Linked DNA regions of Mus musculus: regions 1, 2, 3 and 4 are each linked to region 5. The links are chromatin contacts, called in public HiChIP or PLAC-seq and promoter capture Hi-C maps. All regions are on one chromosome and are shown on one strand. Each heading gives the region's core, a stretch centred on a gene start, on an enhancer-like site or on the middle of the called end of the contact. The rest is flanking DNA. Distances are from core to core; before and after follow the strand shown. Region 1 holds the start of 3010003L21Rik (RIKEN cDNA 3010003L21 gene). Region 2 holds the start of Caprin2 (caprin family member 2). Region 3 overlaps Sinhcaf (SIN3-HDAC complex associated factor). Region 4 overlaps Dennd5b (DENN/MADD domain containing 5B). Region 5 overlaps Tmtc1 (transmembrane and tetratricopeptide repeat containing 1).

The links. Promoter capture Hi-C pulls out the DNA fragments that hold promoters and counts their contacts. HiChIP or PLAC-seq counts read pairs in DNA pulled down with a chosen protein or histone mark.
Region 1: a contact with region 5 is called in an H3K27ac HiChIP or PLAC-seq map of embryonic stem cells, with 5 times the contacts expected there. The contact joins the promoter of 3010003L21Rik here to the enhancer-like site in region 5. A contact is called at or near these places in 2 of 39 promoter capture datasets (cranial neural crest and pre-B cells), 1 of 484 Hi-C or Micro-C datasets (embryonic stem cells), 11 of 115 datasets of contacts at active chromatin or transcription factors (embryonic stem cells, fetal liver, large pre-B cells and 3 more) and 1 of 9 other capture datasets (embryonic stem cells).
Region 2: a contact with region 5 is called in a promoter capture Hi-C map of embryonic stem cells, with 4 times the contacts expected there. The contact joins the promoter of Caprin2 here to the enhancer-like site in region 5. A contact is called at or near these places in 9 of 39 promoter capture datasets (the 3T3-L1 cell line, the C10 cell line, Sertoli cells and 6 more), 1 of 484 Hi-C or Micro-C datasets (embryonic stem cells), 8 of 115 datasets of contacts at active chromatin or transcription factors (astrocytes, embryonic stem cells and stem cell-derived neural progenitor cells) and 3 of 9 other capture datasets (adipose tissue, embryonic stem cells and pancreatic islet).
Region 3: a contact with region 5 is called in an H3K27ac HiChIP or PLAC-seq map of embryonic stem cells, with 5 times the contacts expected there. The contact joins two enhancer-like sites. A contact is called at or near these places in 2 of 39 promoter capture datasets (cranial neural crest and pre-B cells), 2 of 484 Hi-C or Micro-C datasets (both in embryonic stem cells), 11 of 115 datasets of contacts at active chromatin or transcription factors (embryonic stem cells, pancreatic cancer cells and stem cell-derived neural progenitor cells) and 1 of 9 other capture datasets (embryonic stem cells).
Region 4: a contact with region 5 is called in an H3K4me3 HiChIP or PLAC-seq map of embryonic stem cells, with 10 times the contacts expected there. The contact joins two enhancer-like sites. A contact is called at or near these places in 1 of 39 promoter capture datasets (cranial neural crest), 1 of 484 Hi-C or Micro-C datasets (embryonic stem cells), 8 of 115 datasets of contacts at active chromatin or transcription factors (embryonic stem cells, stem cell-derived epiblast-like cells and stem cell-derived neural progenitor cells) and 1 of 9 other capture datasets (embryonic stem cells).

Annotation. Positions count from the first base shown.
Region 1 is chr6:148,943,300-148,948,602 of GRCm38.p6, reverse strand. 3010003L21Rik (RIKEN cDNA 3010003L21 gene) reads right to left here and starts at 3,746. Exons shown (of 2, transcript NR_144294.1): 1 at 2,183-3,746; 2 at 1,474-1,666. Sinhcaf (SIN3-HDAC complex associated factor) reads left to right here and starts at 2,133. Exons shown (of 6, transcript NM_019643.4): 1 at 2,133-2,311. RefSeq lists a cis regulatory region at 1,949-1,955 and an enhancer at 1,936-1,970.
Region 2 is chr6:148,894,333-148,900,453 of GRCm38.p6, reverse strand. Caprin2 (caprin family member 2) reads left to right here and starts at 4,217. Exons shown (of 19, transcript NM_181541.4): 1 at 4,217-4,436; 2 at 5,298-5,517. The coding sequence starts at 5,341.
Region 3 is chr6:148,915,714-148,921,518 of GRCm38.p6, reverse strand. It overlaps Sinhcaf (SIN3-HDAC complex associated factor), which reads left to right. Exons shown (of 6, transcript NM_019643.4): 6 at 1-462. Among named protein-coding and RNA genes, the nearest start is that of Caprin2, 22 kb to the right of the region's middle. Within about 2 kb of position 2,473, at least 6 of the 459 cell types and tissues checked have an H3K27ac peak or open chromatin away from gene starts, as enhancers often do. A contact at or near this core is called in embryonic stem cells, where this site is marked.
Region 4 is chr6:148,988,416-148,994,214 of GRCm38.p6, reverse strand. Dennd5b (DENN/MADD domain containing 5B) reads left to right here. Exons shown (of 21, transcript NM_177192.3): 21 at 326-5,799. The coding sequence ends at 509. Among named protein-coding and RNA genes, the nearest start is that of Gm25539, 24 kb to the right of the region's middle. Within about 2 kb of position 1,279, at least 58 of the 459 cell types and tissues checked have an H3K27ac peak or open chromatin away from gene starts, as enhancers often do. A contact at or near this core is called in embryonic stem cells, where this site is marked.
Region 5 is chr6:148,356,424-148,362,472 of GRCm38.p6, reverse strand. The region is part of intron 5 of Tmtc1 (transmembrane and tetratricopeptide repeat containing 1); the gene reads left to right. Among named protein-coding and RNA genes, the nearest start is that of Tmtc1, 85 kb to the left of the region's middle. Within about 2 kb of position 3,487, at least 29 of the 459 cell types and tissues checked have an H3K27ac peak or open chromatin away from gene starts, as enhancers often do. A contact at or near this core is called in embryonic stem cells and pancreatic islet, where this site is marked.

The DNA of each region.
Region 1 (5,303 bases), core at 2,497-4,996, 590 kb before region 5:
GTGAGGTTATAAAGTCTTTAGTTTTTGTTTTTTGTTTTTTGTTTTTTTTTTGGTTTTTTTGAGACAGGGTTTCTCTGTATAGCCCTGGCTGTCCTGGAACTCACTTTTTTAGACCAGGCTGGCCTCGAACTCAGAAATCTGCCTGCCTCTGCCTCCCTGAGTGCTGGGATTAAAGGCGTGTGCCACCAAGGCTGGCTGGAAAAAAAATTCTTTTTTTTTTTTTTTTTTTTTTTTTTTTTTTTTTTTTTAAACTTTTTTTTTTTTTTTAAGATTTATTTATTTATTATATGTAAGTACACAGTAGCTGTCTTCAGACCCTCCAGAAGAGGGAGTCAGATCTCATTAGGGATGGTTGTGAGCCACCATGTGGTTGCTGGGATTTGAACTTCGGACCTTCGGAAGAGCAGTCGGGTGCTCTTACCCACTGAGCCATCTCACCAGCCCGGAAAAAAAATTCTTAAAGCTGTAAAATTTTATTACCTAAGGACAAAGATGTCAATTAAAGTTCACTATAAGCCCCCAAACTCCTTTTAGGTCAAATGCAAAAACTGTAAGGTATTTTAACTTGCAATAAACCAATAGGAAAATTTAAAAATTCAAGTATATTTTATAAGCAGTTACTAAGAATCCATCATGTGGTGAGCATTGTTTTAGGTGCCTGAATACAAACATAAGGGAAAAATCTTTGCCTTTAAGAGTTGTATTTTAGTGACAGTTGTCAGGTTTATTTATTTTACTCCTTTACAGGAAGAGTGTTACAGAACTTTAAAAAAAAAAAACGTTGAGGTCTTCACAAGTAGGTTTAAACTGTGTTTTAGGAATTGGCTATTGAATTAAAGTAGCATTTCAGAAATATTTGTTTGAATCTGCATACAGCAAAAGCAGTGAATCTTGTCTTTTTTTTTTTTGTTTGTTTTTATAGTTGGTTTCCATACTTTGCAGCAAAGGACCAGTATCAAGTTTTGGTGAAAAAACATTCTCTTTCCTACCTATCCTCCCAGGATCACTGAACCAGGTGTTATGGGTCGCTGGGCTTAAGGAGTATCACAATTATATTTTCATTTCTTACTTTTTCATCTGAAAAGTTACTTAAGCGTCTTCCTCCTTTTTCCTCCCTCCTCATTGTCTGGAACCTCCCTATTCTTTGTTTTCTCTAGATTACTCCCTTTCTTCTACAATCACCTCCCTTTTAGGTTTTCTTTAGAAACATTTTGATGTTCGATTATCGTATATTCCACAAGGAATAGTGTGTATTTTGCTTCCACTTTCTCCCCTCACAAGTGGTTTTTCTGGGCAGAGGAGCTCTTCACGGCTGGAGGATTTGTGTGTTTTCAGAAAGTGGCACCATTCCCACGGTAATTACCACCATGAAATTCGCAGAGGCTTGAAAACTTCAGTTCAAGTGAGCAAAGCAAAACCACTCAGTTATGGGTTGGGTCATGTTTGAGAGGGACAAGACGGAATTACTGAATGGACCATTTCAAAATGCGACTTTATTAAACAATTTATCATCAAAGCCCCAAAGAACGAAAACTCTGTTGGAGAATTGAAATTTTAATTTGTGTGTGCATGTGGTGCGCGGGGCGAATTTGCAGAAGTTGGTTATTGCCTTCAGGTGATCAGACTTGAAAGTACCAGTTGAGCAGTCTCACAAGCCAGGCAGGCCCTGAAAGACAAAATGTAAAGCTCACCTTCAAACAGAGTTTAGGAAAGGCAGGAACAAGTACAAACTGAGTGGTTCCACGACAACTTTCTCTGCCACCTCAAGCCAGAAACTGGGCATAGGTGCGCGAATGCTGCAAAAGCAGCTTCCAGAACTTTCCAAGCTCAGTAGCTTCCTAAGGGGTGCCATTCGGTGAGGACAACGCTCACCTTTACACCTTTCGCGTCCTGCCACGCCCCCGCGTCGCCTCCTTTTCCCCCGGGGGCTGGGGAGGGCGTTTGTTTACGTGACGTTGCGGAGTAGGCAGGACCCGCCCCCGTCCCCGCGGGCCGCCGCGTTTCCCGCGCCTCGCCGCTTCTCCCCTTAAAAGGACAATAGAGGCCGCGGGAACGCGCGCGGACGCCCTGCCCTCTCCCCGCCCAGCCCGCGGCGCGCACGCGCCCGTATGCAAATCAGCTCGATTCAAGAGAATTTGGTCCCGGGAGCCGCGCCTGCGCAGAGGGAAAGCGGAATCTATACCTCCGTTCGCGGTAGCAACTGAAGAACTGCTGGAGACAATCTTTCTGGACTCGGCGCTGGCGGAGGGAGTGCTTGCAGGAGGTTGGCCTGGTGCAGTTTGCACCGTGGGGACGCTGCTGCGCGTGGAAGGTGAGTGATTCTAGTCCGGACATCGGTGCAAAACTGTCTCCGAGGTTTTGTTTTCTGTGATTTTTTTTTTTTCTTTCCTCCCTTTACCTCCCCCGCCTCCTCCGTCCTTCCCATACACAAACACACAGGAAGTTTTGTCTTGGAGATGGCATTGCGGGGAGCGCTGCCCTCGTGCTCTCCGGACTCCAGATTCTTTTGTACAGAGGCGTTGGAGATGCGCTTCTTAATTGAGGAGGATATTTGAGGTAAACCGAAAGTCAGGGTGTGGGGAAAGTGAGTGCAGCGTGGAAACGAACGAGCTGCGGCGGACTTGCATCCACGCTGAAAGTGACAATGACTTTTCTAGGTCGTAGTGTTTCCTGCAGACCCGGAGAGCAGGGTCGGGGTCGCAGATCCCGTGTGGGCTCTGCTCTGGCCAGGGGCTTGGGCTCCGCGTGCACCCGCGTGTTGCGCTACCCCGGCGCTCGCGACGGTGTTTGCACGCGGGTGAACAACAAAGCCGGAGCTCGGAAACTAACTTGCCAGTTCCTGGAGCCGGCGGCCACACAGGCTGAAGGCAGCTGGTGAGGGCCAGCGCCGGGATGGCGCGACGCACGCGGCGTGGCGTTGTTGGAGAAGTCCGCAGGGACGCGGCTGCGACAATGAGCGCGCAGCACGCGGTCTTTGCACTCGGCCGGTGCCGAGTGGTCTCTGCAGCCCAAAGTTCGCTGTCCGTCTGGTCACCTGTAGCGTGGGTGCGGGCGACACGGGAGGGGTGGCCGTGGCCCGCGGCACCAAACAGTGCGGATGAAGGCGGCGGCGCGGTCCGCTGCTTGAGGCACCCAACTCTTTTTTTTTTTTTTTTTTTCCCTTTTTGTTGTGTGTGCTTCACCTGACAAGCCACGTGCTTAGGGCCGCGACCGTGCTACATCTCAGTGTCCAGCTCGGAGTGAGCCGCGGGCTGCGGTCGCCGTCGGGGCTGTCGGGAGCAGGACAATGTGATTTCCTGGTGATGGCGTCTTGCCAGTTTCCAAAGCACAGCGAAAGTCGCCAACTCGCAGCATATGCACGGCGGCGGGGACCTCTGGGCGTTTCTCATCCGGGACTCCGCAAAAGTTTGGCCCCAGGGACCAGTGGCTCAGGATACCCGAGCTCGCGTGGGTCCCCGGGCGCGGGTCCGGGTCGCCCCGACGTCGCCGATGCCGCCGGACAACAAAGGGCCGCGTGTGCCCGAGCGGCGCGGGCCGGGCGGGGCGCGGGGCGGCTTTTGTCCCTTAGGTCCTCTCGGAAACTTCAGCGGCGGCTCAGCGAGGCTGTGTCCGTGGGGGCGCCTCGGCCTGCGGGTCACCCATGCGGAGCGACGGAGCGCTGCTCGGCGGGACGCACGCGTGGCCGGGGCTCCGAGGCACGGGAGGCCGCGTCTGGGAGGTCCGTGCATCCGCCTTTGAAGTGGAACTGTTGCCATGTTTGAATTACGTCAGGCCGAGCGTGCGGAGCGGCCCGGGAGCAGAGGCGCGGCCTTCGGGCGGCGCCGGCGGGGCGCGGGCCGTTGTTCCAGCGCAGGTGAGGGCGGCGGATGGCGCGTGGTGCCCGGGGACCCCGGAGCGCTGGGCTCCCTCCAGGAGTGGAGCTCCGCGCCCTACCCAGGACCTCCGACTACACGCGGGGAAGTTTCGGGGCGCCGGCTCTTGCCCCTCTTGGAAGTGGAGACTGAGGAACTGGGGGTGCGTGCAGCCTTTGTGTGTTTACACGTGGGGCGACCGGCGAGGCGCAGGGCAGGTTGGGTTGGGCGGCTTTTAAGACGGAGCAGTTCTGGTAACCAGCACCCCAGTCCGCCTCTTGTTATTTTTCTTCTCACCTTTCCTTATTGCAGGTGAAGAATGACTACGAGCCAGACGTGCACCGTGTCCCCCCTCCCCCTCCATGTTAGGAGTTCGTTTCAAGTAGGCTCTTGGTCTTCTCTTAATGCTTTCTAAAGAAGGATCCGGCAACTTTTTTAGTGAGAGGTGGACGTAAAACTTGTTTCTAGCAGTGTCCGGAAAACATCTGCTTTTGAACTGAAGTTTGTCAGACTTGAAAATCATTTTAATGGTTTTTGTGCTGCAAAACTGAACGCGAAAGTCTGGGGTTCGTTTTTTGAGTCCCCGCAAAGCATAAATGCATTTAAAGTATTCTGAGGATGTTTTGTGTTTTGACCTTAAAGTATGCAGGACTCAGATAAATCTTAGATAACCTTGAGAACTGCTGCATCTGGGGAGTAGGGCCTTTCCGAGATAAAGGATGCTGGGAGAAGTTGCCAGTGTAGGGAGCCCTTGCTAGTTTCACAATTCCTGGGAACTGGGACTGACCTTCTACTTACCCTCTTACACTTTTTTCAAGCTAACTTTTTGGTATGTGGCTCCAGGCATAGCTCAAAAATTATGCTCGTTTGACACATGGATGCTTCTTTGGTATTTGGGGTTTGCTTGCAGTCTAGACATCCAGCCCAGCAACACCATATCTGTTGCGACTTTCACAATTAATCCTGTGTTTCAGTTAGCTTGTTTTCATCTAGATGTGGCCTTGACTGGGAAATAATAATTTTTGAAGTGAATAGAGAGTGTGTCAAGAAAATTAAAAACCTTGGATATTACAACCTTGGCTTTCCTTTGGGTGACTCCAGGGACATGTGAAAATAACATGAGGTACTTTGCAAACATTGTTTTGTTTTTAAGTAGACTACTTACTGCAAGACTTCAGCTTCCTAGGAAAGTCTATACACACATGTAGAACTAAATGATTCTGTTATTATCAAATGATGTTTCTAAGAGAGATTTGAATGAGTTAAGAGAGAAAGAAAAGCAAGGTCTTCACTGCCTTCTTTTATTTTTGTGGGTGGCTGGAGATTTTAAAGAACATCTGTGTGTGTGTATCTTCATATATGAGGCCAGGTGACTATTGGGGATAGTCACCTCAACCACATGAATTTAGGGATCAAATTCAGGTAGGTGGTCAGGCTTCATTGGCTGAGTCA
Region 2 (6,121 bases), core at 2,968-5,467, 540 kb before region 5:
AGACTGGTCTACATAGTGAGTTCTAGGCCAGACAAAGCTGCACATTAATTAATTAGAAACTAAAAAGTTTTTCAAAAATAATCTAAATGGGGAGAAGAAGGGACCAAACAAAGAAAGGGTGTTGAATAAGAACAAAATTTACAGGGAATGGTGGCACATGCCTGTAATCCGAGAATCTCAGGAGACAGAGGCAGAGTTTGAGGCCATCCTGGTCTACATAGGGAGTTTCAGGATAGCTAGAACTATGTAAAGAGACCCTGTCTCAAAAAACCAAAAAAAAAAAAAAAAAAAGCCACCAAAAAAAATCCATCAAATTAAAAAAAAATCCCCAAATGAACAAAACAAAAAACCCCGAATTTCAGTGATATATATGTGTAGAAATGCCATAATGAAACATTACTTTTTATAATAACTAGACAAGCATCTAATTATGAGTATATGTGTGGTTATGGCAACAATTTCTTTCTATCTGTCTTAGTTACTGTTCTATTGCTGTGCAGAGACACCATGAACAAGGCAACTTATTAAAAAAATCATTTAATTGGGCAGTGGTGACATAGGCCTTTAATCCCAGCACTGGGGAGGCAGAGGCAGAGGCAGAGGCAGAGGCAGGTAAGTTTGAGGCCAGCGTGGTCTATAGCACAAGTTCTAGGACAGCCAGGAGTGTTACCCAGAGAAATCCTGTCTCAATAAACAAAACAAAACAAAACAAAACAAAACAAAACAAAACAAAACAATTCACTTTAGCATCAGTGTTGGAGACACTGACTGCTCATGCAGAGGACCTAAGTTTGATTCCTAACACCTACATGGCACTTCATAACTGTCTGTATGTTCAGATTCCAGGGAATCTGAAGCCCTCTTCTATCCAGCCTTTGAGGGTACCACCCACATAAAACACTTGCACACATTAAAAAACAAACAAACAAACAAACAAACAAACAAACAAACACTTTAGTTTTTTATACCTGTAGGTTCTTTTTTGTTTTGTTTTGTTTTTGTTTTTGAGCTAGGGTCACACAATGTAGACTAGGCTGGCTTTGAACTAACTCATAGATATCCTGCTGCTTCTGCCTCCCAAGTGCTGGGATTCAAGGCATGTGAAGCAATACCCAGCCTTACTTGCAACTTTTATGAATCCCTGCTCAATTCCATATGGGCTGGTGCTGGGTTGTCTCAGTGACTGACATTTATAGGGGTGGACCTAGCACTGCAGGTGTCCAACAAGTGTTTATTGAATGCATTGAATATGTTCTTTCCTCATTGATTAAAAGTGACATTTTTTACTCATCTGGAATATAATAATTTCATGGTAAACTCTGAGTTTACTTCCCAATTGATGAGACAAAAAAAAAAATTATGAAAAAATAAGGAACTGAGGAAGGGAAAATGAAACATCAGCCTAAAGATTCTAGGGGTATATCTTCCCCCCCCCAAAGGATTTATTTATTATTCCTATCATTGTTTTGTTTTGTTTTGCAACAGGGTCTCACTATGAAATCTTGGCTGATCTGGGGCTCTTTATATAGACCAGACTAGCTTGAACTCACAGTGATCTGCCTCTATTTCCTAGAGTACTGGGGTTATAAGCTGCCCCACTACACCTGGCAAAAGTTTTTTTTTTTTTTTTTAAATTTTATGTGTATGAGGTTATCTTTTTGCCAGCATATGTGTCTCTGAACAATATGCATGCCTAGTGCCCACAGAAGGCAGAAGACAGAATTACAGACAGACAGTTGTGAGCCCTCTTGTAATGCTGAGAATTGAACTCAGGTCATCTGGAAGAGCTGCCCTTAACCACTGAGCTTCCTCTCTGGCCCCTATCTCTGAATACTTTCAAAATCTTTTTTTTTTTTTTTTAAGATTTACTTGTTTATCTTATGTATATGAGTGCACCATTGTTCTCTTCAGACAAAAGAGGGCATAAGATCCCACTACAGATGGTTGTGAACCACCATGTGGTAGCTGAGAATTGAACTCAGGATCTCTGGAAGAGCAGTCAGTGCTCTTAACCGATGAGCCATCTCTCCAGCCCTATTTTAAAATTCATATTTACAATTCTGTTGTGCTGACGATGGAATCCTAGGCCTCATACATGCTAGGCAGGCAATCTACCACTGTACCCCACCCTCACTCCCGTGAGCCCCTCTCTTCTGTTTGTTGTTTTGTACCTAAGTGGTACAAGCTGGTCTAGATCTCGTGATCCTCCTGCCTCGGCTGCTGAAGAGCTGGCATGAAAAGTTGAGAGTTTTTCCCAATTCATTCTCCTTTTTTGTGTGTGTATGTCATTCTCCTTTTTTAATTTTCAGAAAACACTGCTGCAACATTATTGTGGGGGTATTCTCTTACTAGTGTTATTACAAGCTTATACAAACTATACCCTTATTGCAACTGAAATTTAATTATTTGTGCTTTTGTATTTTCTCTTGATTCAGCCTATGTCCCATGTTATTAAATAAATTAACAGATTTATTAGCAATTCTCCCATTGAGTAGTTAGGATTATATCTCAATCTAATGGCCCAAATGATAGTTATGGTAAATCTGGAGATTCAGGCTATCCTCAGACTTATAATCTTCCTGCCTCGGCCTCTTGAGTGCTGGGAGTTGTGTGCCTGTAAAGGTATGTGCCACAACCCCTGGTTGGAAATATTATTTTTGGGTTCATTATTAGCATAGGCCAACAAAGGCATATGCAAATATAAATGTGTCAGTTCAGTTATCTGAAGGTGTGCTCATCACAGGCTTCATGGCCACTCTGTGTGGCAAAAGGTAAGTCTATTGGTCAGTTCAGCAGCCTGTTCTTTCTCTAGTTATAAATGAGGAAAACAGACAACATAGTGTTTGTCTAATATTCAAGTTGCAGGTATAGTTCAGAGATTCAAAGCTAAAATACAACATTAAAGAACATAATAGGACAGGGAGGAGAGATGACTCAGTGGTTAAGAGCACTGGCTGCTCTTCCACAGGCCCTCCCTGGGCTCAATTCCCTGCACCCACGTGGTGGTTCACAACTGTTTATAACTCCAGTTCCAGGGTATCCAACACCCTTTTCTGACCTACAGCAGGAACCAGGCAACCATGTACATAAACATACATGCAGGTAAACATGTAATAGGTAACAAGAAGTGCCAAAGCCAAGGTGATTTTTGGGTGGTCTTGTCCAGACTTTCCATTTATTTACTTGATTATGCTTTTGACTGCCCTGTTCTAAATAATTACCCTTGCCTCAAGGATAGGACTTAAAACCAATTCTATTTGGTAAAATACTTGGGCACAAGTTTTAATTTATTAACTTTATTATTTTATTTAGTTTATGAGGTAGTGTTTTTTGTTTAGGTCTGTTCCTGCCTCCCTGGTATTAGGGAGTAATCTACCCCTAAAACCTCATTTGATACAGGAACTACCACCAGTCCTTCAGAAGCTGACATTCTTCCTGTTTTCTGTTAACTTTATGCAACCCAACAAATAACTTTTTTTTGTTGTTGTTTTTTTTTTCTTTTTTTCGAGACAGGGTTTCTCTGTGTAGCCCTGGCTGTCCTGGAACTCACGCTGTAGACCAGGCTGGCCTCGAACTCAGAAATCTGCCTGCCTCTGCCTCCCGAGTGCTGGGATTAAAGGCGTGCGCCACCACTGCCCGGCCCAACAAATAATTTTAACAACTCTTTTAGTGCCAATGAAATGAATTGCTTCATAGCGACACATAGCCTTGGCGCATACCCTCCTACTACAAAGGCTGCAGTCATCTACTCTGCTGCTCTTACAGGCTGAGTCCTCTGACTCATTCTACAATGAAAAATCATCTGTGGGGCAAGGGTGCTCTTGTATTTTAGAAGTGCCCATTTAAACCATTAGAGCCTGAAGGCTGGCTTATCTGGTCATTCTGCGCAGGACTTGCTGCCTCTTTTCCAAGAATTGAAATCATCTGCACCAGTGCTGGCTGAAACAAGCGGGCCCATCCATGCTACCAGGTGCAGTATCTCACACCAGCCTCAGGCGCAACAGAGAAGCGCAGGGAAGGTACGCGCCAAGCGCAGGCTTGCAGAGAGGGGCACCGGAAAGGACCTGTCCCTCGCAGGTCCCGGGTACCGGAAAAGGGCGGACTGTGGTGGTCTAGCGCACGAGAGGGGAGTGGGAGGGGACACCGGAAGGCGAAGCCTCCGAGGGGAGCTCGCGTGCTAGAGGGCGGGGCAGAGGACCGGAAATAGGCGGGATTTGGGCGTGGTCGCGCCGTGCGCGGCCTACATAAGTTGCGCGCGCCTTGAGGGGGACAGCTTGGGCGCGAGCAGCGGAGTTGGCTGGGTGCACTGTCGGCGGTGGCCGCAGGCTAAGCTGAGGCGGGAGGAAGGGACGCGGGGGGAGAAGGGAGTGCGGGGTGGAGTTCGCCCACTTTGCAGCGCGCAGGACTCCCGCGCGCTTTCGGAGGCAGCCGGGGAGGTGAAGCAGGACGGCGGCGGGGTGGGTGGGTCTGCGCGGCCGCGGCGGGGTGGAGAAGCGTGGTGCCCCAGCATTCTGGGGTCGGGCTTCTCAGCGGCTTTGCAGAGCGCTCTGCGTCTGGTGGGCTGCGTGGGCCCTTAGACTGTGACCCTGACTGGGGCTCCTCTACTCGGGCCCTTGGGGCACTTGAACGAGCAATGGTGTCCAGGGGCTGTCTAGCTCTGGTCTTGCTCCTTACGGGCAGGATTTCTGAATAGAGTTGAAGTGTCCGACTCCTTGGTTTCCCGGTTCCTTGGTGCGGGTAGCGGAAGGCTTGCCAGTATAGGAGTGAGTGATTGTGAGTTACTGTAAACACAACTGGAAGCCACCTCGGCGTACAGTTTGTGAGACTTGGCAGCAGTGTCCAGGGGGATGCACTTGGTTAGGTCCTGGACAGTCAAAGAGTGTTGTCATTTAGTACAAGAAACTTGGTTCACGTAGACTTTGAGATAGCTTGAAGTTGTGGCTGCAACCCTCACCCTCCGCCCCCGACCATAGAAATTATTCAGAATGAGATCAGAAGCCTTCCGCTTGCTTAGCAGTTCTCCATGTGGGGAATAGAACTTCTGGAAACATTCCTATAGTGTAAATTTTGCCTACGTATAGACTGTCTTTATTGGCTATTGCTTGTGTCAATTAACCTTAGTAGGGGAGTGGAAGTACGCTGTCTGAATCAACGTTATGTTTTGACTTCATTTCATTTTAAAGAAGCTCCTCGTTGTGCACCTTTAGTTTACATTGGTACTTAACTCCTCCTGCCCCCATCCTTTAGCCTCATCTGTTTCAGTGGTGCAACTCTCTCCATCCCTTTTCGGTTACCAGTCACCTTCAGGCCGGCCATTCAGAGGAGGGAAAAGTGGGAAGTATGAAGTCAGCCAAGTCCCAAGTGAACCAGGATCAGCAAGGGGAAAACCAGCGGGCTCTGAGCCCCCTGCAGTCTACTCTCAGTTCTGCTGCATCTCCTTCCCAGGCATATGAAACCTATATTGATAATGGACTTATATGCCTTAAACACAAAATTAGGAACATCGAGAAGAAGAAGGTAACCTTTCTACCCCTCCCATCCCTGAGTGTGCATTACCATAAGCCAGGTTAAGGATTCGACATTCTTTATATCAGAGAACATAGATCTTCTTGCAAGTTTAATCGACCTTGAGACTTAGTTGCCTGGGAACAATTAAGCATCCAGGCTAAATGTTTGCTCTGTTTGCCGACACAGCTGAATAACTATTCTTCACACATTGCTTTTGAAATATTTGAAGAGTTGGCTATTATAGGTCTGATGCATTTCTTGAGTTATATTATTGTAGCTTAGATAAGGAATAGCTTGATAGTTTAGTTCGTTTTCCTTGTGACTGTAGCAAGTGATACAGCAGTATGGCTGCTGCAGTCTCTGGAAGCATTTTACCATGAGCCAGAAAGTGTTTCAGCATTTATTATTTTTCCCCACTGCTAGATACCAGTTTAAGATTGGTGAAAGTATTGTAGACAGCTTTGTAAAGAGACTTGGATTCTTACTAGCCTAACATCACAGTTAGTTGTATGGTAAAGATTAGATAATTTCTTACTTCCTGAGTCATTTAGCCTGTGATCCAGTCATCCCAGTTCTTTGGGATGCATTGTTGGGTCGAGATTCTCATCTGCAT
Region 3 (5,805 bases), core at 1,224-3,723, 560 kb before region 5:
GAAGCCACAGTTTGTGGCATCCTATAGTTTTACATTGTGTATTTCTTCCTTTTAGGAAAAACCTACCTAGTACAAGCTACCACGTGCACAGACAGCCCAATGAGTGGGCCATTTCTCCACAACCCTGGTGTAATACAGAGTCCAGCCATTACCATTCTCCTGCGTTACTTTGACATGGGATTTTTTTTTTTTTTTGTACATTTTGGCTGCAGTATTGGTGGTAGAATATACTTTGATGGATCATCTCTACTTCTGTATTTATTTATTTATTACTAGACCTCAACCACAGCCTTCTCCCCCTCCACTCTCTGCCTGTAGGATGTACTGTATGTAGTCATGCACTTTGTATTAATATATTAGAAATCTACAGATCTGTTTTGTACTTTTTATACTGTTGGATACTTATAATCAAAACTTTACTCTAGGGTATTGAATAAATTTAGTCTTATTAGAAAAATAAAAGTTGTCTCATGACTTTGTTTTAGAGGTCTCTGGTAAGAATTTTTTCAGGACCTGGAGAGATAGCTTAGTAGTTAAGAATACTAACTGTACTTGCACAGAGGGTCCAAGATGGATTCCCAGCACCCACATGACAGCTCAAAACCATCTTTGGCTCTTGTTCCCAGGGCTCTGATACCTTTGGTACTCCTTGGGGATCAGATAGGCACAAGAGGGACAGATGAATGGAGACAAAACCACCCATTTACATAAAATGGATATAAAGTTTAAGATTTATTTATTTAATTTATCTATTTATTTAAGATTTATTTATTTTTGTATGTGGGTACACTGTCTTCAGACATACCAGAAGAGGGCACCGGATACTCATTACAGATGGTTGTGAGCCACAATGTGGTTGCTGGGAATTGAACTCGGGACCTCTGAAAGAGCAGTCAGTGCTCTTAACCGCTGAGCCATCTCTCCAGCTCCAAGCTTAATTTTTGATGAGCAGGGGTTTGGGTAGAAAAGTCTTCAGACTCTAGGATAAGTGGATATGGTAGCTACATACAAAGGACTTTGTGTAGTGGTTTTAACATGAATGGAATGTCCATGACAAGGGTTGCTTATCTGTGGGGAGAGTTAGACCGGGACTTTTGTGTGAAACAACTTTACAGAATTATGAGGAACTGAAATGAAATCAAACATGGAAGTTTTAAACAAAATTTTTGAGACAGTTATGTATCCAGGCTGGCCTCAGTAATCACTGTTGGGCAGGTAAGATGGCTTTGGCTATGTGCCTGCCAAGCCTGACAATCTGGAATTTGGTCTCTAGAACCCACAAGGTAGGAGAAAACTAGCTCCCACCATTTTCCTCAGACCTTTTCACATGTGCTGTGGCACAATCAAGATTGCTTTTTCCTTTGTCTTTAGTGTGCCTAGAGTCAGGGTGCTTTTATATACAAAATATGTTTCTCAGACTTCATATTCCAGTTTCTGTGAGCTGGGAAGCTTGTATATAGACTGTTTGCTTCTGTCCTTCCAGTGCCAGGAGTCAGAATGTCAAGGTGAGAACTGAAGCAGAGACCATAGAGGAGAGCTGCCGACTGTTTGTTTGCTTTTCATGGTTCTACAACCTGGGACTAATTCCCCAGTGAGCTGGGCCCTCCCACATCAATCATTAGTCGGGAAAACGTGCCACATATTACAGAGGCTGCCTTAGTTATTCTGTTGGTGTGAGAGACACCATGACCAAGGCACCTCTGATAAAGCATTTAGTTGAGAGCTTGCTCACAGTTTCAGAGGGTTACTTTGTTATCATGGCAGGCATGGTGCTTGCAAGTAGCTGAGGGCTTTACATTCTTACCAGAAGTCAGTGGACAGTAAAGCAACTTAGCCTGGGCTTTTGAAACCTCAAAGCGCACCATCTCCAACATGTCCTAACCCTTTCCAACAGCTGACCAACTGGAAACGAGGATTCAAATACATGAACCTATGAGGCCATTCTTATTTAAACCAACACAGAGGCATTTAGATTCTCTTCCCTGAGAAGTCTAGGTTTGTGAAATTGGCAAACCAACTAGGACAAACTGAACCAACACACTAGCATTTTGATCTATGATGCTACCACTGATTACAGAAGTAGGAAGGTGGATCTGTTCTGAAACACCCATGAGCCAAGTGATCAAACACTGATCAAAAGTCCTGTAAAGTTCAGTCTTAATTACATTTTTGTACCATGTCCAGAGAAACTTACAAAAGAAAGCATTTAATTGGGATCTTGCCTAACAGTTTCAGAAGGAAATGTCAATGACCATTGTGGGAGCTTGACAGCAGGCAGTCAGGCATGAAGCTGAATCAAGCTGAAAGCTTTCAGATTGAGACAATCATGAGAGAGACACAACCCAGAGGTAGAGAAAGCTGGGTGGGCTTTTGATTCCTCAAAGCCTAGTTCCAGTAACATACCTTCAACAAGCCCACACCTAATCCTCCCCATACTTTTACAAGCTGCAGCCCAAACATTGAAACAAATATATGAGCCTTTGAGAGCCATTCTTATCCAAATCACCACTATTCTTAAACAAACCTGCAGCTGAGTGGAAGTGTAAAGAGTTTAACTTGAATAAAGCCTGCTTTTCTGATTCCTGTTTGCTTTCTTTTTCTTCAAAACAGGGTTTCTGTATAGGCCTCAGTCCTGAAACTCATTCTGTACACCAGGCTGGCCTGGGACTCAGAGGCTCACCTTCTTCTTCCTACTGAGTGGTGGGATTAAAGGGGTGTGCCACCTCATCAGGCAATGTTTGCTTGCTTTTTATTTATTTTATGTATATGATACACTGTAGCTGTACAAATGGTTGTGAACCACTATGTGGTTCCTGGGAATTGAACTCAGGACCTCTGCTCACTCCGGGCCCACTTGCTGTGGCCCAAAGTACACTGTAGCTGTCTTCAGACACACCAGAAGAGGGCATCAGATCTCATTACAGATGGTTGTGAGCCACTGTGGTTGCTGGGATTTGAACTCGGGACCTTCGGAAGAGCAGTCAGTACTCTTAACAGCTGAGCCATCTCTCCAGCCTGCTTGCTTGCTTTTTAAATTATTTATTTATTCTTAAATTTGTGTACGTTGGTGTTCCTTCCTCTGGAAAAGGAAAGCAACCAGGGACCTTAACTCTCCAGCCCACATTTGTTTACTCTGTAAACTAGCTTGATGGTCCAGCAGCCAGTGCCTCTTTAATCCAGAAAAGTTTTCTGCTTCCTGCAAAGGCTGGTCATGGAAGATGAGTTTACCTGTTTGTGTGTGGTTCATGTGTACGCCTTTAGTGTTTGAAACAAGATCTCTTACTAAAGCTGTGGCATAACTAGAAACACCAGGGACCCCCTCCTGCCTCCACTACTGAGATTACAGCTGTGCCCCAACATGACTGGATACAAGGGATCTGAACTTTGGTCCTCGCCTTACTAGACAGCAGCACTCTTCCAGCTGATCCAGAAAACCCCAGTTTTGTTTTTAATGCCAGTTTGAAATGTATTATAAAAGATGGGGGCAGGAAGATCACAATTCTAGACCACCTGAGGTATATGAAATCCTGGGTTAAAAACAGCTTCAAAACAGCCAGAACTTAGTGCCAGCTGTCAATGTCATGCTGAAGTTCTCCAGGCACCCGTAGTCCAGTGTCCATATTGATCCAGCATCCTGATGCCTGGCAGTTTTTGTGTGATGTTTAATGAACTGGGACTGGAAAAGGAAGAGACAGCCAAGTTGGATCAAAGGTAGGAGTTTCATGGGCTCATTCATGAAAGAAAGGAGCCAGAGGGTCCTATTGGATAATTTCTCTAGCTAGCAGTGGAGTTTGGTTACTCATTGTTGGTATCATGTTCCCTGCACCATGGGCAAAGGCTACTTATTATTGTGGTATGTTGAGTCTAGGGGATCTTAGACAAATCTTTTCATTCTGTGTAGAAGGTGACTAAAATCAGAGCTGCCCTTTTGTCTCCATGTCTGGAAAGGAGGAAATTACTCTATTTTAGAATGTCTATACTTACATAGCTTACCTGCACTTAACTTCAGGCAGGGGATTTTGCAGCTGCAAGGAAAGACGGGGTTTGTGCCTGTGTTTATGTTTCAGTCTTAAATAATGGCTCAGCAGCCTCAAGTTGTTAAGCAGGTCCCTGGTAGTATTAGAAAAGGAACTGAACAGTTGTGTTGCTGTTTAAGACACAAGTGTATTCTTGGACTTGAGCTATTTAGATAAACTTACTGTTCACTATTCCATCACTCAAGGTCCCTGCTTCCTATGGGAAATGGCAAATCCCCTATAGTTCTATAGCCTCTTTGCCGGTTACTTGGGGCCTCTGAACTTTAACACCAGGTTGCAAACTCAGCTTCAATTAGAGCGAGTTTACCTGTCCTCAGACTCACAATCCTCAGTAGAGGATTGGCTATAACCCCCAAGTTCAGTAACAAAAACATTTCATAGACTGCAAGTGGGCTGAAGTACTGAGAAAACTGTCCCAGGAAACAGGCTCAATCAATTTTCTTCTGGTGCACCACCAGGTGGCGTTGGTGAAAAACATGTTAAGAATTTAGGTATACTTTTCTAAAAGACAGGATCTCAACAGGTTGGTGATTGCACATGCTTTTAATCCCAACATTTGGGAGGCAGTGCCCAGTAGATCTCCGAGTTCCAGGCCACTCTGGTCTTTAGAGCAAGTTCCAGGACAGCCAGTGCTAGGCAGAGAAACCCTATCTAAGAAGGGGGGGGGGGGGGGCGCGGAAGGACCTGTATAATTTCAGATGGGTTTATGTAGACCAGGCTGTCCTGGAACTCACAAAGATCTTCCTGCCTCTGCTCCCTGAGTGCTGGGATTAAAGGCTTGTGCTCCCATGCCCAGTAGGCATTCCCCCACCCACCCTTTAATGACAAAATGTTACTGGCTGGAGAATGACTTAATCTTGAGGACTGAGGTTTGGATCCTAGAACCCACATAATAAGGTCCACACAAACATTTAGCCTTGAGTTGACCATGCTGTCCCTGAAGGAACAGGGGGAAAGTGATAGAGATTACCCAAGGCCTTCTAGGCGTTCACACACACTCACAGATAAATATGTACAGGTAATCATTTAGAGAAAGTAAGAAAACACTTAAATTTCTTTCTTTTTTTTTTTAATTTGGTTTTTTGAGACAGGCTTTCTCTGTGTAGTCCTGTCTGTCCTGGAACTCACTCTGTAGACCAAGCTGGCCTTGAACTCAGAAATCTGCCTGCCTCTGCCTCCCAAGTGCTGGGATTAAAGGTGTGCACCACCACTGCCCGGCAACACTTAAATTTCTTAACACCCTCATTTTAGATAAACTCACTGAGTGGTCACTCTAATATTTTAGGGCAAAGATGAGTTAATCTGTTGCTTCACCCATAGTTTAGTAAGTAGCTACTTCAGCCCAAATGTAAATGTTAAAAATGGTTTCTTTTTAATTTTATTTTAGTGTGTGTGTGTTGCCTATATGCATATGTCTTGGATTCCCTGGAACTAGAATTAAAGTTGTGAGCTGCCATGTAAGTATTGAGAATAGAACCTGAGTCTCTTAAACCACTGAGCAAACTCCCCCCCAACCCCCCACCCCGGGCCCCCAGGATCTCACTTTAGCTTGCTATCTGAGTGTTGAGATTACAGCCTGAGTCACCACACTCAATTTACAATCTGTTCCTGTTTGTTTAGCCAGGATAATCCCAGAATTGAGAAGCAGAAGCAGGATGACCACACTAAACTTAGAGCCTCACCCGTGACCTCTTTCTTTTACATTTATTTTTACAATGTATGTGAATATTTTGTGTATAAGTGTTTTGTCTGTATGCTTATGTGCACT
Region 4 (5,799 bases), core at 30-2,529, 630 kb before region 5:
AACCATATGGTGGCTCACAACCATCTATAATGAGATCTGATTCCCTCTTCTGGTATGTCTGAAGACAGCTACAGTGTACTCATATAAATAAAATAAATCTTTAAGAAAAATAAAATGCATAGTGAGAAGCAGAAGAGAGATTTATTCCATGTGCCCATATTGGGAAGAGAGAGAGAAATATATACACCCAATCATCCTAGGGTTTTGAGGAACAGGATTGAATTGTATTGTTTCAACAGGCTGATAATTAAAGGGAAAGACACAAGGGGGAGCCAGTTACACTGTATCTGTTAGAGCTCAAGTCCTGTGTCTGTTTGGTCTGTAGGGATCACCTGCTTCCACAGTGGATTCCATTGCTAGCAGAATGTCCTGCCATCACCCGAATGTATGAAGAGAATGCACTGCTTCGAGACCACATGACTGTCAACTCCCTTATCCGAATTCTTCAGACCATTCAGGATTTCACCATAGTCTTGGAAGGATCACTAATCAAAGGAGTGGATGTGTAAAGCAGCCGGCAGAAACTCTTCATCTACCCCTGGCTCCTGAAGCTTCCGTAACTATGGGGACCTATCTGGACCGGTCTGACCATAGTGAGCACTGCCGGGGCAGTGCACTGGAAGCCCCAGTTTGAACAGTCTCCACTCTGCAGACAAGGCAAAGTGCTGTATTGTAGTTCATTTGAACCTGAAATTTAGTATAAAATAGAGTATTTTCATGTGTTAGAAGTGTGTAAATATGCTATCTTTAAGAAATTATATTACTCTAATAAGATACTTTTCTTAGATTGAATATCCCTGTGACTTAAAATAAGTAGTTTAAAAATGTTGGGGGTGGGGAAAGCGGTGCTAGTCAGGAAGAAGCCAGTAAATGTGTACATAGTGCAACCCAGGAAGGCTTCTTTTTCCCTCCAGGTCTCACAAAGGAACCAGAATGCTTTGTCCTGAAGCAGCCATCCCTCCTGGAGTCCCATCCTGTGTGTGGTGAATGTATACAGCTTTACATAGTGTACAGCAGTCCTCATTGTACCTTTTAAGTTATAAACCATTTAATACATTTGAATTATGAGTAATTTTTTTAGTTTTTGGGAACGTTTTTCATTGGCATAAGGAAAAGATAATTAAAGTATTTTAAATATCAGACCCCAGCAAGGCATAGTGGCGCACTCCCAGCACTAGGGAGGCAGGGGCAGGTGCATCTGAGTTGCAGACCAGACAGAGCTACATAGCAAGACCCTATCTCAACAGAGAGAGAGAGAGAGAGAGAGAGAGAGAGAGAGAGAGAGAGAGAGAGCGCAAATACCAGATCCCAAGAGCTTGGCTAATTGGAAAGCAAACACAAGAAGCCCTGAGAAGCATGGGACTTTAACTTCTTTACTTTTGAAAGATTAGCCTGGAGGCTTCGTTCTTGGAATTTTTATTACTGTTCTTTGATAGGGCTTTTGAGATAATGAATTTTAGTATCAATCATATAGCCATAACTGTAAGAAACAGTGTGACTTTTAACTTGGCCATCTAAACTCTTTAAGTGGAGCTAAACTACCAGCCCAGTCTTTGTTAGGTTCCAGCCACTCCCTCTGTCCGCCCCATCCCCCCTCTCAGGAAATAAAAGGAATGTGGGAGAAGGAGGAGGTCTCAGTGTGATTTGGAATGCTTTTGTGAAGGTATTTGTTGACCATGATAATGCAAATAACAGAAGCTGAGAGAAAGAATGAAGCCTTTCTGGGTGTTTCAGGGAAATGTAAAGCAATTGTCCCAGAGAAGTTAAAAGCCACTGTGGCAGACTGAGGAGTGAATTTGACTCAAGAGACAATTTAGGAACTCCTGAAACCTTTCTAGTTTGATAGCTTATTTATTTTTTTGTTAAGCAAATGTTAGCAACTACATAAATCTTTATCTTTTGGTGAGTAAGTTTCGGAACTCTAATTAGGCACCGATACCTTGTTAGTAGCAAAATTGCCTCGGCAGAGCTCCAGGTTTTATTCCCTGTTGTAGCTGAAAACCCAAGCCATGGCCTCTCAGGATCCGTGTGCAATCTCAGGGCCCTGGGCTCTTGCCAGCAGTGCTGTTTTCCTGTTTACTGGAGGAAGGGACTAATAGATCAAGTACCTCATGCCCTTTATCAGAAACTCTGAAGAAAAGGGTTGCTGAGGATACATTTACACACCCATGGAAAGAAAGGGCTTAGAACATGTCTCTAGATGACCTGTGTAACCCAGTGGTTTGTTTACTTAGAATAAGGGTGTTTATAGTAGAATGAGAGTATTCTAGAGACCAATCTACTTACTATAGGAAACATCCACAAATTAAGATACAGTCCATCCCAGGGTTTTATTGCTGTCTTTTCCCATGGGGCCATCCTGATGCTGAGCGCTTGGTGGACTTTTAAGTCAGTGTTCCACAGTTGAGTCCCAACAGCAAGTACAGCCTCTTCATTTTATAGGTGAAAATAGGACACTTCAAATCAAAGACTTTGTATTCTTGCCCTCTCCCCCTTGACAACACAAGGGTTAGAATTTATGCTTTTTACCACACCCGAGAGCATGAAACCAACCTCGGAGACATTCTTACTCAGGATCATTTCTTCTGTTGAATCTTCAGTCAACTGTACAGATAGGAAGCTATGTTTCTGTGATGCAGAATAATAAGGACTGAAGCTTGCCTTGCCGCGTTAGATTGTTTTGTTGTTGTTTGTGAAACAGGATCTCACTGTATATCCCTGGCTGGCCCTGGAACTTCATTTGTAGACCAGGCTCACCTGGAGAGATCTACCTCCTAAGTGAGGGATTCATGTGAGAGCCCTGCCTACCAAACTGTTCTTAATCTCTTAGGCATTACATCTGTGGTTAAAAAATGGGAGCAGAGTTGCATTCCAGCTTAAGTTTAAAACTGTTACTTAAAGTAGTACCAAAAAAACAAAAAATTACCTATAAAGTTTTTTGTTCCACATGATGTCCTTTGGATGAGCTAATGGCTAGCCTTATGCCTTGCTCAGACAGCTGGGCCTCGTGGGAGCTGCTTAACTGACCCATAGCCCATTCCTTTGAATTTCCCACTGGCGATAGATCTTAGCCGTACAGGATAAATTTAATATGTAGAAACACTGTAAAGACCTTAGGGTGTGATAAAAAAGAAAAATGTTTCCACTGAATTTGGGGTTACCCATTGCAAATGATAAAGAAGTAAGGCTTCTTATGTGACCTATAACAAACTGAATCAATATGGGAAATGCATCACAATGGTAACATTGCTCAAAACAGATGCATATAATCGTACAAGCTGACTTCTGTAAGGACCATACAACAGGCATCCTTCGTGCTGTGCTATTTAAAAACAAACAGACAAAAAACTTAGTACAAAGCTTTAGAATCACCGCATAGAAAATGAAAATCAAAACTTTATTTGCGTGTGTGCAAATAAATTTAAAGCAAATACCTGGGACCAAGATTAATATCCTACGTAGTAACTAAAGTTAAATTGGCAAGGAGAGGTAGCTAAGCAGTTAAGAGCACTGGCTGCTCTTGCAGAAGACCCAGGTTCATTGCCAGCACCCACATGGTACCTCACACCCACCTATTACTACAGTTCCAGAGGATCGGATGAACTCTTCTAACCACCTTGGGCACCCAGCATAGTGAACATACATTCGTGTAGGCAAAACTCTCATGAAATAAAACAAATCTTTTTTTAAATATCTTATTAAATGTGCAGTGGCTGGGGATGTAGCTCAGTGGTAGAATGCCTGTGTAGTAAATACAAAACCTTGGGTTCTGTCCTCAGCACAAATAAAATTGCCAAATTTTTAACTTCTTCAAAAGCTTGTTCTCCAAGTCTTTGTTTTGAGTAATAAAATCTCTAATCTTAACCTTCATGTCACATTTCTGGTGGCCTTACAGTGGCTTGCATATTATATGTGAAAAGCTCTCAATGCTTTAAGAAGGAAGTACTTTGGGCTGGTGAGATGGCTCAGTGGGTAAGAGCACCCGACTGCTCTTCCAAAGGTCCAAAGTTCAAATCCCAGCAACCACATGGTGGCTCACAACCATCCGTAACGAGATCTGACTCCCTCTTCTGGAATGTCTGAAGACAGCTACAATGTACTTACATATAATAAATAAATAAATCTTTAAAAAAAAAAAAAAAAAAAAAAAAAAAAGAAGGAAGTACTTTAGTACTTCACAATGACTGAGCTTCTCCATGTGAGGTAGGGTTGTGAGTCAGAAAGCAGGCTGCCAGGAACAAGTGAAGACCCCTGACTTGACCCTGTTTCCCCTGGGAATGAAAATCTGATGGAGGAAACCTAAAATTTGCAACTGTTGAATTTCATCTAAAATTCATTTTAAATGTTCATATTTATTGTACCTTTTCTAGCTCTGTAGGATTTATTTAACATGACTTTTAAAATTTTTATTTTAATGAACTTCTATAGCACTGTATGAGTAATAAACATTTGTTTCTACTTCCTTTTCTGACAGTAAGCACATGTATAAGTGTAATGAAAAACAGATTAAGGCTATACATAGGACTTTGTGTCTGACATGTGTCAATATCTCTAAAATAGGAAGTAGTAGACAAGGCCAGGGAAATATTTGACAGTATTGGGAAGAGAGTTCTTTACAATGTGAAATATCTTCTAAGAATAATGGCTTTTCAATAGAGTATTCATTTAGGAAATTGTTTTTTCTCTGAAGTTTACAGAAGCTAGTCTACCCTTTTCATGGTGTTGAAAGGGTGTTCTAAACTTATATATTTCAGTATTAGCACATCTTTATTGATTGACAACAGAGTACTCTACTGCTTTGATAGAGTAAATGGTATCTCTAAGCCTCTGTGTCTTTTGTTTGGTTTAGTTTTGCTTTTTTTTTTTTTTTTTTTTTTAAGAGTCCTCAAAGAGGCCTTGGCTGTCCTAGAATTCACTCTATAGACCAACCATGCTGGCCTTGAACTCACAGACATCCACCTGCCTTTGCCTCCCAAGTGCTGGAATCAAAGGCATACACCACCACACCTGGCAAGCATCAGTGTCTTTAGAAATCTTTGTTTCTTTCTCTCTCCTCTTTTAAAGATTTATTTATTTTTTATGTGTACATCATTCTGGCTGCATGTATGCCTGCAGAGCAGAAGCTTATTAGAGATGTTATTACATATCTCATTACAGATGGTTGTGAGCCGCCATGTGGTTGCTGGGAATTGAACTCAGGACCTCTGGATGAGCAGTCAGTCAGTGCTCTTAACCGCTGAGCCATCTCTCCAGCCTGAAATCTTTGTTTCTTATGTAGCTATTTTTTTTTCAATATCATTTAGAATAACTGGGAGACTTTCTGTCTCTTTTAACTTATGTCCCTTTTTTAAAAAAATACATGTACAATTTTGCTCAATCCAATGGACCGTTGAGCTTTGTAAAGAAGTTTGCTTTTGCGGTATGATAAAAGGCATCCAAGGAGGGGCTGGAGTGAGTTCAGTGTTAGATGTGCTTAACATACTTACACAAGGCCCTGAGCAGCACTCCAGCAAAAGAAAATAAACTCAAGGATGATTATAGCCGCCCTCCCCCCCAAGTCTGATGTCTCTCTCCCTCTCTCAAGGATAAGATCAAAATTGATTTCAGAAAGACACATTGAGGTGTTCATATTTATATCAGACTGAAGAAAAGTTCATCAAATAAACTTCCCCCTCTTGGAAGGGTTCTGTCATGTCCTTAGTGATTTAGGAAGTAGCCATGCTTGCTTGGTCCAATTACTTGTGTGTTGGATCCAAGATGTATTTTAAACAAATATTGGCATAGATAGTAAGGAGTTTC
Region 5 (6,049 bases), core at 2,238-4,737:
AACAGCCACAGAACTTAATGCACACAGGGCCTAGCAATGACTCTCCAAAAAAAATAAATGTGTGTTAGTTGCAAGCTGGTTACTGAGAGCATGCATGGTGAATGCAGTTTACCCAGAGGGAGTGTGTAGATGTGAGGTTGACCACTGCCGTCCTGTGTGGTCTGTTAGCAAAGATTGTAAGGCCAGTGTTTATCATAACAATGCCAGTTACATAAGTCACAAGTGTTTGCTTTAGAGGGAAAACATGTAAAACAAGCTACTCTTGACATGCCTATTAATATTTGTAAAAAGCTGAAGAATACTGTATGAAGGATATATCTCAAGAATATATGTCTTTTCTACAAATGCCAAGAGAGCAGAACTAGGACATCCCAAATGCTATGAATCTACCTGGGCATTTTAATAATCTAGTTTTAGCCCAGGCTGTCTGAATTTTTACATGAAAATATTCCTCTAATTTTACAATGGAAGCTAACTGGTGAACAGGTCCTAGTACACAACACTCCCACACAAAATGAGACTAATAAAGTATCCATTCATCTTAAATATACAAGGTAATGTTGTTAATGGATCCATAGAGCTCTGAGAACTCTTCTACAATCCAGACTCTGAACACTCCACCACCAACAGAACTAGCTCAATATGAGCAATCGCTCTTACTTCCGGTAACCAGCATCTGCTTGTCTTTGGGAATTTGCTTTTTCTAGATGCTTCACAGAAACTGAATGAGAAGGGACTTGATCTTCTGTATCAGCTTTCTTTAATGCAGTTTAGTATTTTGGAGGTTTGTACAAAGTACAATCAATACTTTTTTTTCCCAGTAAATTATACTCACCCCTGTTCAGAAACTAGACAACGGTAGTGTCATGGATAACACTGCTCTATCCATTCCAGAATAAACAGTCTTAACTTTTACTTTTTTAGAAGGATGGCCAAGTACCTAGGAGATAAAGAACTGAATTATATACTGAGGTCTTCCTCCGCCCCCAAATTCTTCCAAGCTGGCTATAGCAGTTAACATATCCCAACATATAAAGTTCACTCACTTCCATCTTCCACGGTACTCCTGTGGTCATTTATTTACTTATTTACTTATTTATTTGTTCCAGACATCCTAGTGGATGCCAAGTAGTGTCTCGCTTCCACTAATGACTGACAGAACCGACTGGGTCCTGTTAAGCAGTCCAGATAGACTTATATTGTTAGCTTACTATCACTCCTTGACTCACGTATGTGTGTGTATACTCATACATTGTTTAATTATTTTTTCCCGTAACCAAGAACAGCATATAGCATACTATAAGAGAAGGGGTGAGGTGGTAGGAAGAGTTGAGAAGAAAAGTGAAATAATGAAGGCACTGAAAGAAATGAGAATAAAGTGTATGGTGTGGGCCGGCAGGAGGAAGACACCTTACTAAAAAGAATACATGCGGTGCTTTGAAAGCCAGCTCACATTTCCACTGACACACTGGTGAGACAGTGACAGTGGTCAGTTTGGAAGCTCTGTGTCCAAAGTAATGACATCATGTGGCAGCTCACCCGCTCACCTCACAGTGCTTGCTTGGGATGGACAGTTCTTCCAACTGAGGCTAATGAGGTCTGTGTTGCAGAACCCCACTTAGCCCGCAGGCAGACTCTGGCTACACTGGGCTCATTAACACTCCCTCCAGAAGGGAAAGAGGACAATACCTGGCACCTGGGCTCCTTCCCAGGATGTGTAAGCAGCTGAGAATTCTGCATATGGAGACACGTTGATGGTATAGTTGCCCATGCTCCTGTGGCCCCGCCCATACTCCTTCTCTAAGTCAGCCCCAGACTCACTGGTTCTTCTACTTACACTTAGGATTCTTCGTTCCGCCTGTTTGGCCCTCTCTATCTGGGGTGAATAGAAATAGACTTCTATTTATAGAATAGATACAGGCCTGTGTAATCCCAGTATCTCAGGAGGCTAAGGAGGATCAAAAATTCAAGACTAGCCTGGTTGACTAGTGTGTTCAAGGCCATCCTGAACAACCTAGTAAAACCCTGTCTCAAAATACAAAGTATAAAAGAGAGCTGGGGAGAGAAGGGATTGGGGGTTGAGTACAGTGTGTGTGTGTGTGTGTGTGTGTGTGTGTGTGTGTGTACATACTTTAGACAACTGTCAAATAAGATTTTTTTTTTTTAAATGCAAAAGTAGGGCTGGAGATAAAGCTCATTGGTAGAATGGTTGCCTAGCATATCCTACCCTTAGTATCACAAAAACAATGAAGGGGAAGAAAAAGTCAGGAAGAGAAAGAGAAATGGAGGGAGGAGGAAGGAGGGAGGGAAGAAGGAGAGAGAAACAATAAGCACTGATCTTAGACCATCTTAGGCTAGAAGAGGAATGGAATTAGAGGCAGTTATGACAGCACTAAACAGGTGCTGGGAACTGATCTCCATGGGAGACCATAAATCACTACAGAACCCATTCTCCAGCCACAGTTGTTTAATCCTAGTCTCAAAGGATGGCATTTTCCCTACCTCTGGCACAGTCAGATAACATGTATATTTGAAGGAGTTTCCTATTGTAATACCAAAGACTGAACCACTGGCTTATGGCTCTCAGGATTTACAAAACTGAAAAAAAAAAGAGGGGGGATATATATGTTCTTCACCATTGGAGTTTATTAACAAGTTGACATTATATGTGAGCTATGTAGATCAAGGACTATGACTGGTTTCAGTACAGAAATCAGAGCTACACAGTAAGAGGACTCTTATCTTTGGCAGTGGTCTTGGCTATAAACTTGCTCCACTCATCCTTAGTTCCTTAATATTGTTTAGAAACTCTTATTTTGAAAATTCCATCAGTGCCAGTTTATGAGCCAAACAACAAAAGAGCCTGATCTCATTTCTTTATTGTCACACTTCATATATAAGATGCCGAAGCAATATGCCTTAGTAATTGGGCTTATAAATAAATAGAGATTCGTATCTCATACAATGCCTGGTGCTTGGCTTAGGCTATTTTGAGACTCGAATTACATGTTTTCCTCCCATCTCATCTCATAAGAAAAGCCATATGTTTAAAGCGCAGAATGTTGGCCTTGTGGCACTCACTCGGTCCTGCGAGTCCATTACATTCCCCTGAATTTACTAGCGAGTCCCCCTCCTCTTCCACTAGGTATTACAAAAATATTCTAAGAGTCTCCGCAGTGAATAGGGAGAGTTTTTTGGTTTTGTTTTATTTGTTGTTTTTTTACAATGATACTTATGCCCAAAGGGCTTGGCTTCAAATGCCACTTAGGGTTTCATGCACATCACAGACTGGATACCAATTAGGGGCAGCAGAAACAGGTGTGAGTATGATACTGGGGGTGCAGATGTGCTCAAATAAAGGGCTTAGTTAACTATGCAGTGTTCTACCCCGTAATTTATGTTCCAGACAACAGTGCAGTTGAGCCGTGAGCATTCATGCAGCTTAATCCCCCTCACAGCCCTGGATGAGAATAGCTTTAAGAGCGTGGGATCCCCGCAATCACTCAGCAATTCCGGAGGGTAATGTCCCTGCAAACATCCTGACTTGGCATTCTAAAGGCCTGGATGTTTGGGGAAACATTAAAAACAAACGCACCAGCATCTGGTCCAGAAAGTAGCAGAGTGGTCTAAGCGCTTCCTGTGAAAGAGTAAGGACAGGAGTTCAGATCCCAAATGAATGCTGGGTGTGCTTGACAGTTGCCTGTAATTTCAGCCTTGGAGGCTGAGACCCGATCCTCAGAGCAAGAGGACAGGAAAGACTGGCCAGATCAATGAGCTCTGAGTTTGATTGAGAGGTCCTGCTTCAAAGAAGAGAGTGGTTGTTTCCACACGCATGCGCACATGGTTGCTCACGCTCGGGGGGGGGGGGGGGGGGGGGGGGGGGGGCAACTAAACCTGAGACTCTCAGCATGCTGCTCTGTGTACTTTATAAAAAATTTAAAGTTAGAAAACAGCGCCGGACAGTGGCAGCACACACCTTTAATCCCAGCACACGGGAGGCAGAGACAGGAGGATTTCCGAGTTCGAGGCCAGCCTGGTCTACAGAGTGAGTTCCAGCACAGCCAGGGTTACACAGAGAAACCCTGTGTCGCCAAACGTGGTGGCAGACCATTTTCATTACAGCACTCGGGAGGCAGAGGCAGGCATGTTTTTTGTTGGCATTTTTCCCACATCTACAAAAGACCAGGACAGCCTTAACTCCTCAGAGAAGGACTTGTTTTAAAAAACCCAAAAAAAAAAAAAAAAAAAACCCAAGTAGATAATTTTTAAAAAACGTGTATATATTATGATTTGAATAGTTAACTGGTAAAAAAATAGATTTTTCAATGGTAAAAAAAAAACAAATACAGTGGTTCACTTCTTTTTCCTAGCACTGGGGAGGCAGAGGCAGGTGGATCTCTGAGACTAGCCTGGTCCAGACACTATCTCCAAACCGTTTAGAGCCCAGGGCTGCATAGTTCATGTTTGTTATTTGAGTAAAAATAAAGAATACCCTTGGGACTTAGGTTTGGGTGCTGTTTTAAACAAGAAAAACTTGATTTATTTTTCTCTAACTTAACTTAAATGAAACCTGAAGGTGTTCTAGGGCTTAAAGCCAGTTATGAGCTAGTGATGCTTGCCTAGTGTTCAGGAAGCCTTGGTTTCTTTCCTCAGCACCTCCCAAACCTGGTCTGGTGGACATAAACCTGTAATCCGAGCAGACAGGAGAATCAGTTCAAAATTATCCATGGTTATACAGGAAACTTAAGACCCTCCTGAGCTGGGGAGACAGTGTCTCAATTTTTTTTTTTTTTTTTGAGACAGGGTTTCTCTGTGTAGCGCTGGCTGTCCTGGAACTCACTCTGTAGACCAGGCTGGCCTTGAACTCAGAAATCCTCCTGCCTCTGCCTCCCAAGTGCTGGGATTAAAGGCGTGTGCCACCACTGCCCAGCTTTTTTTTTTTTTTTAAAGTTTTGTTGAACCCAGAATAGCATGTCTAAAACATCCCCTTCTGTTACAATTGAGGTAGAAAAAAATGCCATGTATTCACTACAATCATTTGTAGTGATTTTTAGAATACTGTGCTAACCAACTGTGTGTGCATGCTTCCTATGTTTTGTTCCCATTCTTGCTACAACCTGCAGTTCAAACCTACGTGGAAGCAGCCAGTATTTAAATCCAGGTCTGCCTGCCTTTTTCCATGGTGCTAGAAATTGAAACCATCTAGGTAAGGCTGGAAAGTGGATTTGCAGATAAAGACTAATGACTGAGTTTGATTCCCAGTACCCAGATAGTGGACACAGGGGACTGATTCCCAGGTTGTCCTCTGATTTCCACTTGTGAGGCTTGACACAAGCCTTCCCCTGAGTTGGAGAAACTGCTCAGTTTAAGAGCACTTGTGGTTCTTGCAGAGGATCCAGGTTCATTTCCATCTGTAGCTCCAGTTCCAAGGAATCCTCTTCTGGCATACATGTGTTGCACATACATGCTGGTAAACCAAAGCCCACTCATGTTGTGTGTGCTAGGCACTCTACCACCAAGCTGCACCTGCAGCCCTAAAACCAGACCTCATCGTCCTACACCAAAGCTCATCAGTGTATCCTGGAGCATTTACTAATGACCTTGGTTTGGGTATGTTTTAACATTAGCAAATTAGGGAACTCTCATTTAGAAAAAGGTAAATCCATCTTTCTGTAAATAAAATCCTTATCTTTCGGTCTAAAGATGGCACAGTGGTTAACACACCTCTCTTTGCAGTGGTCACAAGTTTGTTCTACTCACAGATTAGGTAGCTCACAATTGCTTATAACCCCAGCTTCTGAAGGATCTATCAACCTCTGGCCTCTGTGGGCAGCTCCATTCACATGTTCAGGTCCCCCATAAATCTTTAAAAACTTGTACTCTTGGTTGTATACAGTATTCACTAAAAGTCCTCTAAAATATAAGAAAAACAACAAAAAACCCTTACCTTCCTTTAACTGGGAGTCCACAAACATCTGAAATTCAGGTGTTTTCACTAATCAATACTAGTAAAACTGTTATGGAAGTTGTCTTTTAGCCAGCAAAAGGG